2 separate regions of the Mus musculus genome follow, and region 1 is linked to region 2. A link is a contact called in public HiChIP or PLAC-seq data. All regions are on one chromosome and are shown on one strand. Each heading gives the region's core, a stretch centred on a gene start, on an enhancer-like site or on the middle of the called end of the contact. The rest is flanking DNA. Distances are from core to core; before and after follow the strand shown.

Evidence for each region. HiChIP or PLAC-seq counts read pairs in DNA pulled down with a chosen protein or histone mark.
Region 1: an H3K4me3 HiChIP or PLAC-seq map of embryonic stem cells shows a contact between it and region 2, with 14 read pairs. The contact joins the enhancer-like site here to the promoter of Prdm9 in region 2. A contact is called at or near these places in 9 of 39 promoter capture datasets (the 3T3-L1 cell line, the C10 cell line, the HPC-7 cell line and 5 more), 1 of 484 Hi-C or Micro-C datasets (pre-hematopoietic stem cells), 6 of 115 datasets of contacts at active chromatin or transcription factors (bone marrow-derived macrophages, embryonic stem cells, extraembryonic endoderm stem cells and 2 more) and 2 of 9 other capture datasets (adipose tissue and liver).

Annotation. Positions count from the first base shown.
Region 1 is chr17:15,676,624-15,682,956 of GRCm38.p6, forward strand. No RefSeq gene overlaps it. Among named protein-coding and RNA genes, the nearest start is that of Chd1, 25 kb to the right of the region's middle. Within about 2 kb of position 3,823, at least 5 of the 459 cell types and tissues checked have an H3K27ac peak or open chromatin away from gene starts, as enhancers often do. A contact at or near this core is called in embryonic stem cells and extraembryonic endoderm stem cells, where this site is marked.
Region 2 is chr17:15,559,105-15,565,231 of GRCm38.p6, forward strand. Prdm9 (PR domain containing 9) reads right to left here and starts at 4,227. Exons shown (of 10, transcript NM_144809.3): 1 at 4,117-4,227; 2 at 3,710-3,833; 3 at 3,311-3,418. The coding sequence starts at 4,185.

The DNA of each region.
Region 1 (6,333 bases), core at 2,573-5,072, 120 kb after region 2:
AATGGGCAGGGAGGAGAGCAAATCTCCACCAAGGACAAGAATCCACTTTCTGACTTTGGACTTGGCTTCATGTATACCATTGGCAATCCTTATCCCTAATTACTGCAGCAATCAGTCCTTGTAGGTCTTTGTTAAAACCCAGGCCATTTAGTCACACCACTTCCATTGGTAGGCATTTTCCAGAGGCTTCATTATGCCATGGTCTCACACATGCTGGTTCGTGATCCGCTAAAGCGAGAGTGAATGAGCATGTGTAGTGTGGTTAGGGAAGGCTTGCTGGAGAAACACAAGACACAGAACACATGGCTACTTGTGTACTTAAATGTACAGTGACAGCGATGTGTCTCCATTTGCCCTCTCTTCTGTTTTGTGAGTATCTCCCACTAGGAGAGGCAAAGAAAGAAAAAAAAATTAATGCAGCCCAGGAAAGTCTCAGCCTGATATATTTGCTGTCCTCGAAGTTTGGATGAAGCAACGTGAAGATGAACTTCTATTGTCTGTGAACACAACCTTGGTAGTTAGTTCAGATGTAACTGGGTACTGGAGTGCTTTTTAGAAATGCAGTATATTTTCACAGCAGCCCTGCATGGACTGTTTAGTATGTATGCATCTTCCTTGAACAACATCTCTACAGCCTTCACTTCCACACCCATGATCCATTGCTGTAGTCTTTTTCTCTGGGTGATAACTCATGGCCTCCAGATTGCTCTAGCATTGGTCACCGGTGACTTCATTTGTATTTCCTGTTCTTATATCATTATCAGGACGAAGCATTTCTTAGCTTAGTCCATCAGCTTACTACTAAAAGTTACAGCCACGTTGGTCTCACACTGTTTATGTGCCTACTTTGGGCTTATGATTTATCACAATACAAACATTTTGTGACCAACCCATTCCTATCTCTCATTCAATGTCTTGGTGACTTTACACTTTCTTCCTAATTCAGTCACTTCTGTTTTCAGCTTTTTCTAATATCAGTATACAACTCTATTCTACAATGTAAGGTATTTCACTCTGATCAATTCTACCCCATATCAAGAATTCAAGCACCTCCAATTCCTTGATAGTCTCTCTAAGCCCCACCCCCACCCTCCCCATTTCCCTCAAGCAGTGGAATTAACTTGTTTTCTTTTACCTCATTGAATTCTGTCTTTTGAAAAGCTCGAGGCTTAAAAAAAAAAAAAAAAAAAAAAAAAAACCTCACAGCTTAGTATACTACGAATAGTATATTTAAAACAAAGAGTAAATATGTCAAAAATACCTTTCTAATAATGAAAGTTTTCTTGTGTGTGAAACTTCAGTTTCAGCTATAACTTGCTTAGTGTAGAGTGATTATTAAGAATTCGTGTGAACTGGGTGTTGGTGTGAAAGTTCAACCCTAGCTTTTGATATGTTAAATGCAAGCAGAAAGACATGGGTGAAACCTTTTCACTCCTCAGGTTTGCAAGACAATTATCTTTCTACAGGGGTCAAGAAAGTCAGCTTGGAGTCTCAAAGATAATCACTGTCCTTTTCGGGGTAGCTTCTTTTGTGCAGTAATCCTCTGCTGGCTTTTGTGTGATAAAACCTCAAGCCTGGGGCAGGAAGGCTGCAAAGAGGAATTAAAGCTGTCAGTATAAATTGTGAAATATCCTATTAGCCATACCAAGTTTGAGTCGCAGCTTCCATACAGATTTTCAGTTGTTTAAGCAAAGAAGACAGCTTTTCTTACTGGCCTCAGTCACTGCTGAGGAGGGGGAAGCTGCAATGACAAGCAGATAGACGGGAAGAGATGTGGGATGGACAGGAAGGCCGTTTCTCTGTTAAAGTTCTTCTCTAGCAAACTAGGTCAGCCAGGTGGGCCTGGGTAAACATTGTGGTTAGCACACCATTCCTTACAGTCGAGAGTTAAACAGATGCATCGGGGCAGGGGTTTCTACCAACTCTTGTGTCCTTACTACCCACAATATCTTTAAAACCAAAACCAACTAACCAACCAAAGAACCAACAACCAACCAACCAAACAAACAAAAAACTGTTGTGTTTTTAAGCATATCTAAGCAAATCTCATTAAGAACTGTCCATTTTCAGGATGAACAGCAACAAAACACCCTTTGTCTCCTCATAGGGATTAAGTACTAGAAAATAAAGAGGAAAAAAGAAATGAGTGTATGAAACAAATAACATGGAAGGTGGCAGCTTTTAGAAACATTCGGATTACATTTTAGAGGAGTTAGAGTTGGGCAGGTTGGTACAGGCCTTTAGTCCCAGTACTTGGGAGGCAGAGGCAGGAGGATCTCTAAGTTTAAGGCCAGCCTGGTCACTTATTGAGTCCCAGAACAGCCAGAACTCCATAGCGAGATCGGGCCTCAGAGAATAGTAACAAGTGACCAGACACAGAGTGGATAACAATGGCTACAGTAATCCACTTGGTAACATGCTGGCATACAGCTGCTTTTTAAAATAGAGGTGGAGATAGTATGAAGAGGGGTTTTGAGAGACGGTAATGAGTTTCTTCTTAAACACAATAAATCTTATGTGCAGAAAATTCAAGTGGAAAACTCAAAATAGTGTTTGGTAAAATCTCATTCCAGACCCCAGAAAAAAGTGAGAGTCAGGGATTTCAGAATTTGTGTAAGGTGGTCAGGTAGGTGACTATAAAGTCACAAGTATGGCTGAGTGAAGCATGCAGGAATCTGAAATGTAGGGAAAAGACAAAGATCATAAAACAAAATAGGAAACTAACTTGTTAATTTCGGCCTTGCATTTGTTGGGCAATTGCACAGACAGTATAGACAACACCTTCACATTTCCATCTTTCTCTCCGCTATTTCCATTCGTAGGGTGTGGAAGCAGTGGTAGGTTAGCACAGAGGGACCACTGGCATTCTGAGAGCTGCACCCAGGAGGCTGCTGGGGCTTCGGGAGCTCGTTAGCTTCCTAAGAGCCACAAACCAACAATCATACCTCTTTACTGCTTCTGGTTTTCATATTCCCTTCTTTATAACTTCAGAGTGGGGATCACATTATATTATTCAGAATATTTAAATGTAAAACACATTTTTGGAGGGGGAGGAGCAGAAATTTCCAAGTTCATGATTATCTGCATGTACACCTGAGTGTTGTTGTTTTTTTTCTTTTTAAAAAGTGTTTCTGTTACTGTTATTGTGGTTGCTTTAGTCTACCAGAAATCAGAATTTTAAAACTCTCAACATAAATCACTTCCATCCCAAAATTCAACTCTTCATTCATTCATTCATTCATTCATTTAACAACTTTAAAAATTAAATTGCAACTCACATTTAATAAGATCATTACTTTAAAGACTGGTTTTAACACATCCACAAGGGGCAAAAACTAATGCTTACCATGTGCCAGATTTCTGCTTGATTCATAAACCACAACTCAGATTTTTAAAATCAGACCGTCAGTGTCAGTTTTCCAACGAAACCAAGCATGTCCTTTAAGTTGTTTACTTCAGATAGGCAAGACAAGGTTGAGGTCCCCCGTGTTCCTGGCCAGAGATTAATGTAACAATGGGAACAGATGAAACATGTTTTCCAAGCCAAAGACAATGCGGAGCGCTGAGTCAGCAAACATCTCCTCCTGTGCACAGCATTGCCAGCTTGTGAACTTGGACCTCTGTCTCTGGTGTTGGACAGGTGAGAGAAGGCCTAGGCACCAGCTAGAACCTGAGACCATCATATTCTAGGATTGTGAGGAACTCAATCACCGGTATCTTCCACCTCCACTTTGCAGAGCCAGGAACCCAAGAGCAGAGAGACTCAATGATCAGCCCAGGGGCAAACTCAGAACAAAGCCTCACATTCACACCGAATGCTTTCTTCATTGTGGTGATCAATTCTCCTTAGAACTCATGATTCCAGCGGGTGGTGGTGGTGCACGCCTTTAATCCCAGCACTTGGGAGGCAGAGGCAGGAGGATTTCTGAGTTTGAGGCCAGCCTGGTCTACAAAGTGAGTTCCTGGACAGCAGAGAAACCCTGTCTCAAAAAACAAAAACAAAACAAAACAAAAAAAACAAAGCAAAAAAAAAGAAAAAGAAAAAAGAAAAAGAAAAAGAACTCAAGATTCACTTTTTAAATCTATTTTATTTTTTTGAGACAGCTTCTCTGTGTAGCCCGGATTGTCCTGTCTGTCGATCAGCCTGGCTTTGAACTCAGAACTCTGCCTGCCTCTACCTCCTGAGTACTGGGATTAAAGGTGTGCACTACCATTGCACAGCAGGACTCCGGATTCTTGAAGGAATTTGCAAGACTTCTAAGACAATGGCTGAGTGGCTGGTGGAAAAACCATGCTGTTCTGTCAGTGGAGATGGCACACCGGGGAATGCAGAGAACACTGGAAGACTGCAGAGAGCTATCCTAGTCCCCCAGTCTCTCTTTGAAGCCTTATTCCCTTCCATAGGATTCTCCCCTTATGACTTAATCACCTTTGTATATGATCTGTATCTGTGACTATATCTTAGCATATAAATTTGGGGGTATATTCATACCACAGCAACACAGGTTACATTCTATGGTAGCATTCCATTCGTGTAAGGCATGAATCCGTTCCAGACCAGTTCTGTCTTTTCCTTGTTAAACAATATTCTACATCAAACCACAGGGAACTTTAAAACGTGAAGATCAGACACTAGGCAAGGACCAGCAGATTCACAGTACTTGCTTCTTCTCAAGGGCAATCTAAATAAATATTTATTTTAAAAGTCCTAAAAAATAAAAAGGGAACTTGGAATGTCACCCCACTGACTGACTAAGAAATTCATAGGAAGCTGTCATCGATATACCTTAAACTTATTATCTTGCTCTTCCACTGTAACAATGAGGCTCCATCAGGTGCAGAAAATGTTCTATCATTTTGTTTATTTCCTAGGGAAGGTGGTCTTTATGGTATACTTAAGTAAGTGTTAACAATATGAAACTCGGTTGGGTGGTGGTGGTATAGACACTCAAAAGATCAAATGCTTTGCTTTGATAACTTCTGGAGCAATTTCAGCCACCTTGGGACACTTAACAGTAATCAGCTACTATGGCTGCCCTAACAGAGTATCACAGATGGGCTGGTTACAAAACTGAAGTTTATCCCCCTGGTTTCTAGAACCTAGAAGTCCAAAATCATTAGGGTGGGGCCCTTTAGGCTTTGTTCTTGGTACTAGATGGCTGTTGCCCTGGGTCATCCTGGGGTCTTTTCTCTACATCAGTGTCCAGGGCTCAATTCTCAAAAGGACAACAGCTCATCCTATATTAAGATCTACCCTAAGGACATCATTTAAACTTAATTACCTTTTCAAGGTAATTATTCCACAGAGAGTCACATTCTGAGGTAGAGGGGGTTAGGACTTCAGTACATATGCACGTGTAAAGGACCTACCCCAGACACACTTTGCAGTGACACATCTTGCAGGATAAATGTTTAACAGTCAGCTTTCCAGAAAGAAATAGGCCCAAGTGGCCCCATTTGATAATCTCTGCAGTAAATTTCTCCTACACGACCAGTTTAAAACTACAAACATGATTCTGCCAAATGTAGAGTTGGGGAGTGACTAGGAGCACAAACACACACATCCTATCCTGGAGCTACAGGGGCCATAAACAATGCCAACACAGACATGCAATATTTACCAAACAAAACAAAATACTTAAAACAAATATCAATTGTTGGCAGGCTTTTCTGTGTGGTTTATGGATCTTCTCGATTATGTACTGTAGTTTTAAAAAGCAAAGATGAAGGCAACCCATTTTTGAGACTCCTTATTGCAAGGAATATTACTGTAAATTCTTGCTTGTTTGTTTTCAAAAGAAACAAAAAAAAGACACCGATAAAACCCAACTGTTCATACAGCCCTCTGCCCCCCACCGAATCTGAGTTTAGGTATCTTTTTCTGGCGATAAGCAGTTGGGGAGGTCAGGCTGGCTAATGCTTCTTTGTCCACTTTCAAGCAGCATGCTTCATTTCCAGTGCCTTTGCTCCGAGGTCAGGAGCCTTGTGTGCTTTCTCACACTAGAGGCTAGTCAGGGAAACACGCTACTCTTAGCTCCTTTTCAACTGAACTTGCCATTTGGGGACCAGCCAGATAGCTGAGTGGATAGAAGTTCTTGCTGTGTATTCCTGGATACTGAGTTCCATCCCTGGAGCCCACAGAAGGAGGAAAGAATCAGGTCCTTAAAGTTGTATACACACAAACACACACACACAGACACACACACAGACACACACACACACACACACACACACACACAGACACACACAACAAGTAAGGCAATTTGAGTTTTAAAAGATCCTGCCACCCTGTTCCACTGAGTGTTGTTAAGCTACATGCCTCCACCATTCCAG
Region 2 (6,127 bases), core at 2,977-5,476:
GTATATAGTTTTACACTTGGGATTCTTACCAGGAACAGAGAATTCTGAATAACTGAGTGAAGACTTCAAGGATGACCCAAGAGTGATATGGAAATTATTTCTTATTTATATATATATTTATTAGATATTTTCTTCATTTACATTTCAAATGCTATCCCAAAGGTCCCTATACCCTCCCCCCGCCGGAAATTATTTCTAAAATATTAACTCTATCATTCTATTGGGGGGCATTGGTGTTTTTATTTAAGCTTATCCAATTAGACAAAACTCATCTTATCTTTGTTTTATGTTTATACGCTATCCAATACATTTATTTTTAAGTAAATAAGTAAATCAGCCTGTGACAAAGAAAACACTGAATAAAACAGGAACAAGGAGATATTATATACATATACACACAAAAAGGTCATTCGGTAAGAGGTAATTTTCAGTGTCAGTTTTAATAGTGAAATATTGGAATTCTTTCCTCTAGGATCACAAGAGACATGCAAGGATTCTCATTCTTGCTATTTCTACTCAACATAATACCTGAAGCCCTGGTTAGAATAAGTAGGCATATATATACATATATATACACACACACACAAACACGCATACATACACATACAAATCATCTAACTTGGAAATAAAGAAATAAATTATTCTTTTTACAAATTACATTGTCTTATACACAGAAATCCCTTAAGATTCCACTAAAAGAGCTGGGTGTGTTGGTGTACACCTTTAATCCCAGCACTTGGGAGGCAGAGGCAGGTGAATTTCTGAGTTCGAGGCCAGCCTGGTTTACAGAGTGAGCTCCAGGACAGCCAGGGCTACACAGAGAAACCCTGTCTAGAAAAACCAAAAACAAACAAATAAATAAATAAATAATAAAAATAAATAAAAAGATTATACTAAAAATTGCAGGATATAAAATTAATTTTAAAAATCAGTGTGGGGCTGGCAAGATGGCTCAGCGGGTAAGAGCACTGACTGCTCTTCTGAAGATTCTATGTTCAAATCCCAGCAACCACATGGTGGTGGCTTATAACCACCTGTAGTGAGATCAGATGCCCTCTTCTGGTGCATCTAAAGACAGCTACAGTGTACTTATTTATAATAATAATAAATCTTTGGGCCTGAGAGAGCATGGACTGAGCGAGCAGGGTTGACCAGAGCAATCAGAAGTCCTAAATTCAATTCCCAACAACCTTATGAAGGCTCACAACCATCTGTACAGCTACAGTGTACTCATATACATAAAATAAATAAATAAATAAATAAATAAATAAATAAATAAATAAATATTTTTTTAAAAAGTTAAAAAAAAAATCAGTTGTGTTTTTATACACCCACAATAAACAATCCAGGAAGGAAATTTAAAAAAAAAATCACATCTACAATGATTAAAATAATAAAATATTTAGTAGGAAAGTAAAGGACGCAAAAGATTTGTTCATGGTTTATAAGACAAAGTTATAAAAGTTTATATTACCTCAAATGATGTATAGATTAAACATGTTCCCTATCAAAATGCCAATGCTGTGTTTTACTGCATTAAAAATAATTAATAAAGGATTAATATAGGATATAGATTAATATAGGATCTTAAGGGAATCAGAATAGCCAAGAGAATCTTGAAAAAGAACAAAATCTAAGATAACAACATGTTTTAAGTTGTTATATCCAAGGCACGGAACTATGAAACATTAGAAGAAAGACTAAAATCTGCATAACATTGCAAACATAATTAATTTTCTTGGTATAACACCAAAAAATTAAGCAAAAACTGCCGGGCGTGGTGGCGCATGCCTTTAATCCCAGCACTCGGGAGGCAGAGTCAGGCGGATTTCTGAGTTCGAGGCCAGCCTGGTCTACAAAGTGAGTTCCAGGACAGCCAGGGCTATACAGAGAGACCCTGTCTCGAAAAACCAAAAAAAAAAAAAAAAAAAAAAAAGGCAAAAACAGAGAAGTAGGATTACATTAATCTTAAAAACGTCAAACAAAACAATGGAATGAAAAGGGTAACCTAAATAATAGAAGAAAATATCTGCAAAGTGTATATATATTAAGGGGTTGGTATCTAGAATACTCAACAACCACAACATCAATATAAAGTAAGTCAAAAATAGGTGATTAGACTCAAGTTCGTTTTTATCAAATCAACTTATATTTTTGTATTCAAGTTCTATTTCCTAACATATTTGGAGATGAAGCTATTAGAAGCTAATCATAACAAGATGACACCTGAAGAGTGTGGCCCCATAATTGAATTAGTTCTTTCATAGGTAGAGATCCTATGAAAGGCTAAATGTGTTCTACACATGAACACACATAGTTCATGTGAATACACAGTGGAGATCTCTTATACACAAAGGAGAAGCCATTGTTGAAACCTGACAAGGCAGCACTCCCATTTTGGATTTCTAGCCTCTAGAACTGTAAGAAATATATTTCTGCTTAAAAATTTAGCACATGATATTTTGTTGACAGCTCTTTAGCTACCTAATTAATGCAACGAGCACACATTTCTCCAGATATTTAAGTGGCCAACAAGCATAGAAAAAAGTGTTCAACACAATTAGTTATCAGGGAAATGAAAATTAAAGTCCCAGTGATATATCATAAGAAGTAATGGCAAGGATGAGGACAAATTGGAATGCTTGAATGACCACCTTTGATGGGAATATAAAATGGCACAGCTACCAGAAATAGTAAGTCCCTCAAAAATTAAAATAGAGCTGGGCGTGGTGGCCCATGCCTTTAATCCCAGCACTTGGGGGGCAGAGACAGGCAGATTTCTGAGTTCAAGGCCAGCCTGGTCTACAGAGTGAGTTCCAGGAAAGCCAGGGCTACACAGAGAAACCCTGTCTCAAAAAAAAAAATTAAAATAGAATTACTTTATGATTTAGATTTCTTTATGTACATATAAAGAGTGAAAATAAGATCTTGAAGAGACATTTGCACAACCATGGTCATATTTACATGATTAATAATAAGCACGCAGGCTACAGACTAGGTAAGGTGCTTATCCTAGCTACTTTGGGTTTGATATTTCTTGTTCATGCCCAGATTTGTATATATTTCATATTTATTATATTTATAAATAGCATATAGTTTTCACATATTTTAAAATGTACAGGAATAGATTCTTACTATTAATTTTGCATTGCATCTTGTTTGTTTGCTGACCCTTGATTCTGAAACACCCAGTTTTCAGAAGTTGGTTCTGAGACATTATGGAACCTAAATCTGGCTTGGTTTCCGATGGGTACTTCTAAATTCTCCTGCCCCCTCACCTCACTTCTAAACTCTCCTAGCCTCTCCTCACCTTGTTGCTTAGGTGTCCACTCTTCATCAGAATCCTCACTGTCATTTATTTGGGGTTTCATTGCTTGCCTTTGGTAACACATGAAAGCTGGTCTAGGGGCTCTGAGACCTGAAAAGCAGCAAAATATTCCTCTTAAAAAGGCCCTAGAGGATGGAACAAATGTATCACAAGGCCAGGTAGGCTCTGGGTGTGGAGATGAGATCTCTACAGGGCCAGTGCTAACATTTAGTCCTGGACACACAGACACACACACACACACACACGTTTCCTCTAAACTTGTCTCCATTGGGAACTGTACCACTGTAGATACCTGGGAAGACCCTAACATAACATGGGAACATGGGAACTGAGATTTTATTTTTTTAATCTAGACTGGTTCAACCGAAGACTTCTTGTTACCTATTGAAATCAGCATTTTATAGTTCCTTTTCACATTTCTATAGCGAATTTTCTCCCACTCTCCCATCTCTGCCCATTCTTCTTTGGAGAAGTATATGGAAATGTCTTTGAATTCATCTTTGACCTGGGGGAAAAAAAATAAAAACAAAAAACGGAACATGCTGGGCCGGGCTTGGGACCCTGGAATGTGGTCTCAGTGACCAAGGTTATCCTCCCATTCCCAGAACCTTCTTTAAGCAAACACTGGATGTTCATGCTGACAGAGCAGTTGCTAATGAGCCTTTCCTCTCTCACATATCGGGACCCACCTTCTTGTCATAGGAAAAATCAATATGGTATTGGTACTCAAGGCTGTTTGCCTCTGCCCACCCCATGATCCTCCTGACTCAAGGATAACTTCGTACTACCTTGGGTTTCCACTCGAATTTCCCTGTATCTTCTTCAGGACTATTTTCTTCCAGCTTGTTGGTGTTCATGGTGCAGGACATTTCACTGGAGAGGTCCAGGGTCCTATGGTCCTATGGATGAAGAGGTAACTAAGGGCCTTAGGCGATCAGAGATGCCCACCAGCACATGGGAAGGAGCTAGGGGCTGGGAATCCATGCAGCCAACACAGGCAGCTTCTTCGGACTCCGAGGTCTAGTACTCTGGTGCAGGAGCAAGGATTCTGGACTGAGCCCTAAACCTAGGCACCGACCCTCCGTCCGGGTCAGGACCTGCGACAGCAAGGAAGGAAGATTCCTCCCGCCAACCGGTGTCCCCCCCCACCCCATTCCCACTTGCTCTTCATCTGGACCAAGGAGTCAGCCAGGGTCTGAAAGATGTTTTCAGGTAAATGGATTCGGGAATCCCGAGTACAAGGGATTGAAGTCCCTCTGGTGAAAATGTAGGAACGCTCTGGCTGAGATTTTAACTTTGGGGACCTCGGGCTGAGGAGTGGGGTGCATCAGATTGAAGGAATTGGGTTCGTAGGCTAGAGGAGTCTTTCAGGCTGTGAAATAAGGTTTGGAGACTCGCAGTCTGACGAGATTTGACGATTATGTCACGAAGAGTTGGGATTTGTCACGTCGGAGGTATTTAGGGTCCTGCGGGACGAGAGCATTTAGGATCTCTGGAAGCCAATCTGGAGTGACAGACAGGTCCTCGAGACCGAGGGCGTCTGGGGTCTTTGGGGCTTAGGAGAGTCTCTACGCTGAGAGTCCAGGTTTCCTGTCTGGAAACTTAGTCTCTCTGAGGCGAGCTACCCAGGTTCCTCAGGCAGAGGCTGGGTTGGTTCCGCACAAGTGCATTTGGGACCTCACTCAGCCAAAGGGCGTTTGGAGTTCCCGAGAAGCTGAGGTGACCGGGTGTGTGCGTGTGAGCGCGCGCGCGCGTGTCACGCTGAGGGGGTCCGAATCTAATTTAGGGGATATGGGGTCTCACGGGCTGAGCCTAGAAAGCCTCGCTGGTCCTGAAGGTTTCGCCTGCACTCATGGTCCAGAATCCCGCGGCTCTGAGGCCACCGCCGGCGTTCGTCCCTCTGAGGAGTTCCGAGGCTGACTGACAGGAGAATCCGCCAATTGACAGACAGCTGGCTGAGGGGCGGGAACAAGAAAAGCGGAGGGCGGAGCTCTGCCTGTCAGTCAGGGTGCAATTCCTGCCCGTGGCTTTCTCCAGGCTGCCCCTCCCCTCGCTGGGATTGCCAGGCCCCTGCACGAATCAGGTAGTGGCCAGCGCGCAGGCGCACACTTGTTCTCTGTGCGGCGTCCGTTCCTTCAGACTCCTCTTTTTCAATGTGGCAGGCTGTGTTACCTGACCTGTGTCCTGTCTACTAAAGGTCTTAAAACCATGGAGCAGAGCTTTAAGTGCTTAGGTCTGCTCTAGAGTGGGGTTTCAGTCAATCTCCAATTGGAGCTGGGCACCGGGAAGCCGGGGATGAGGGTGGGACCGGAAGTCCAGCTTTGGCAGGCATACCCTGAGCTCACGTCTCGCCTGAGATAAGTAGCTTAATCAAATAGATAGACAAAATCAAAACAAATAAGGCTCTCCGGAAAAGAACCTAAAAATTAGGCTATGAAAGAGTTTAAAAAAAAAAAATTTAAAAGCCTCTAATTTAACAATAACTTTAATAAATAAGCACATAGGTTTACTAAAATGTTCGTGGCGTAATAATAGAGTGCCTTGGCTAATATAAATCGTTATTACTGAATAGAAATTAGCTTATAAGAGGGGTGGAGAGATGGCTCAGTGGTTAAGAGCACTTACCGCTCTTGCAGAGTACACACATTCTCTTCCATCACCATCGCGGGGGCAGCTCACAACCCCTCACCCCGTAACTCTAGTTCATGGGATCTGATGACTTTGATGACTTACGTGGTGCACTTACGTACACTTAGACCTACGAAAATACACATAAATAAATAGATCTTTTAAAAAGAA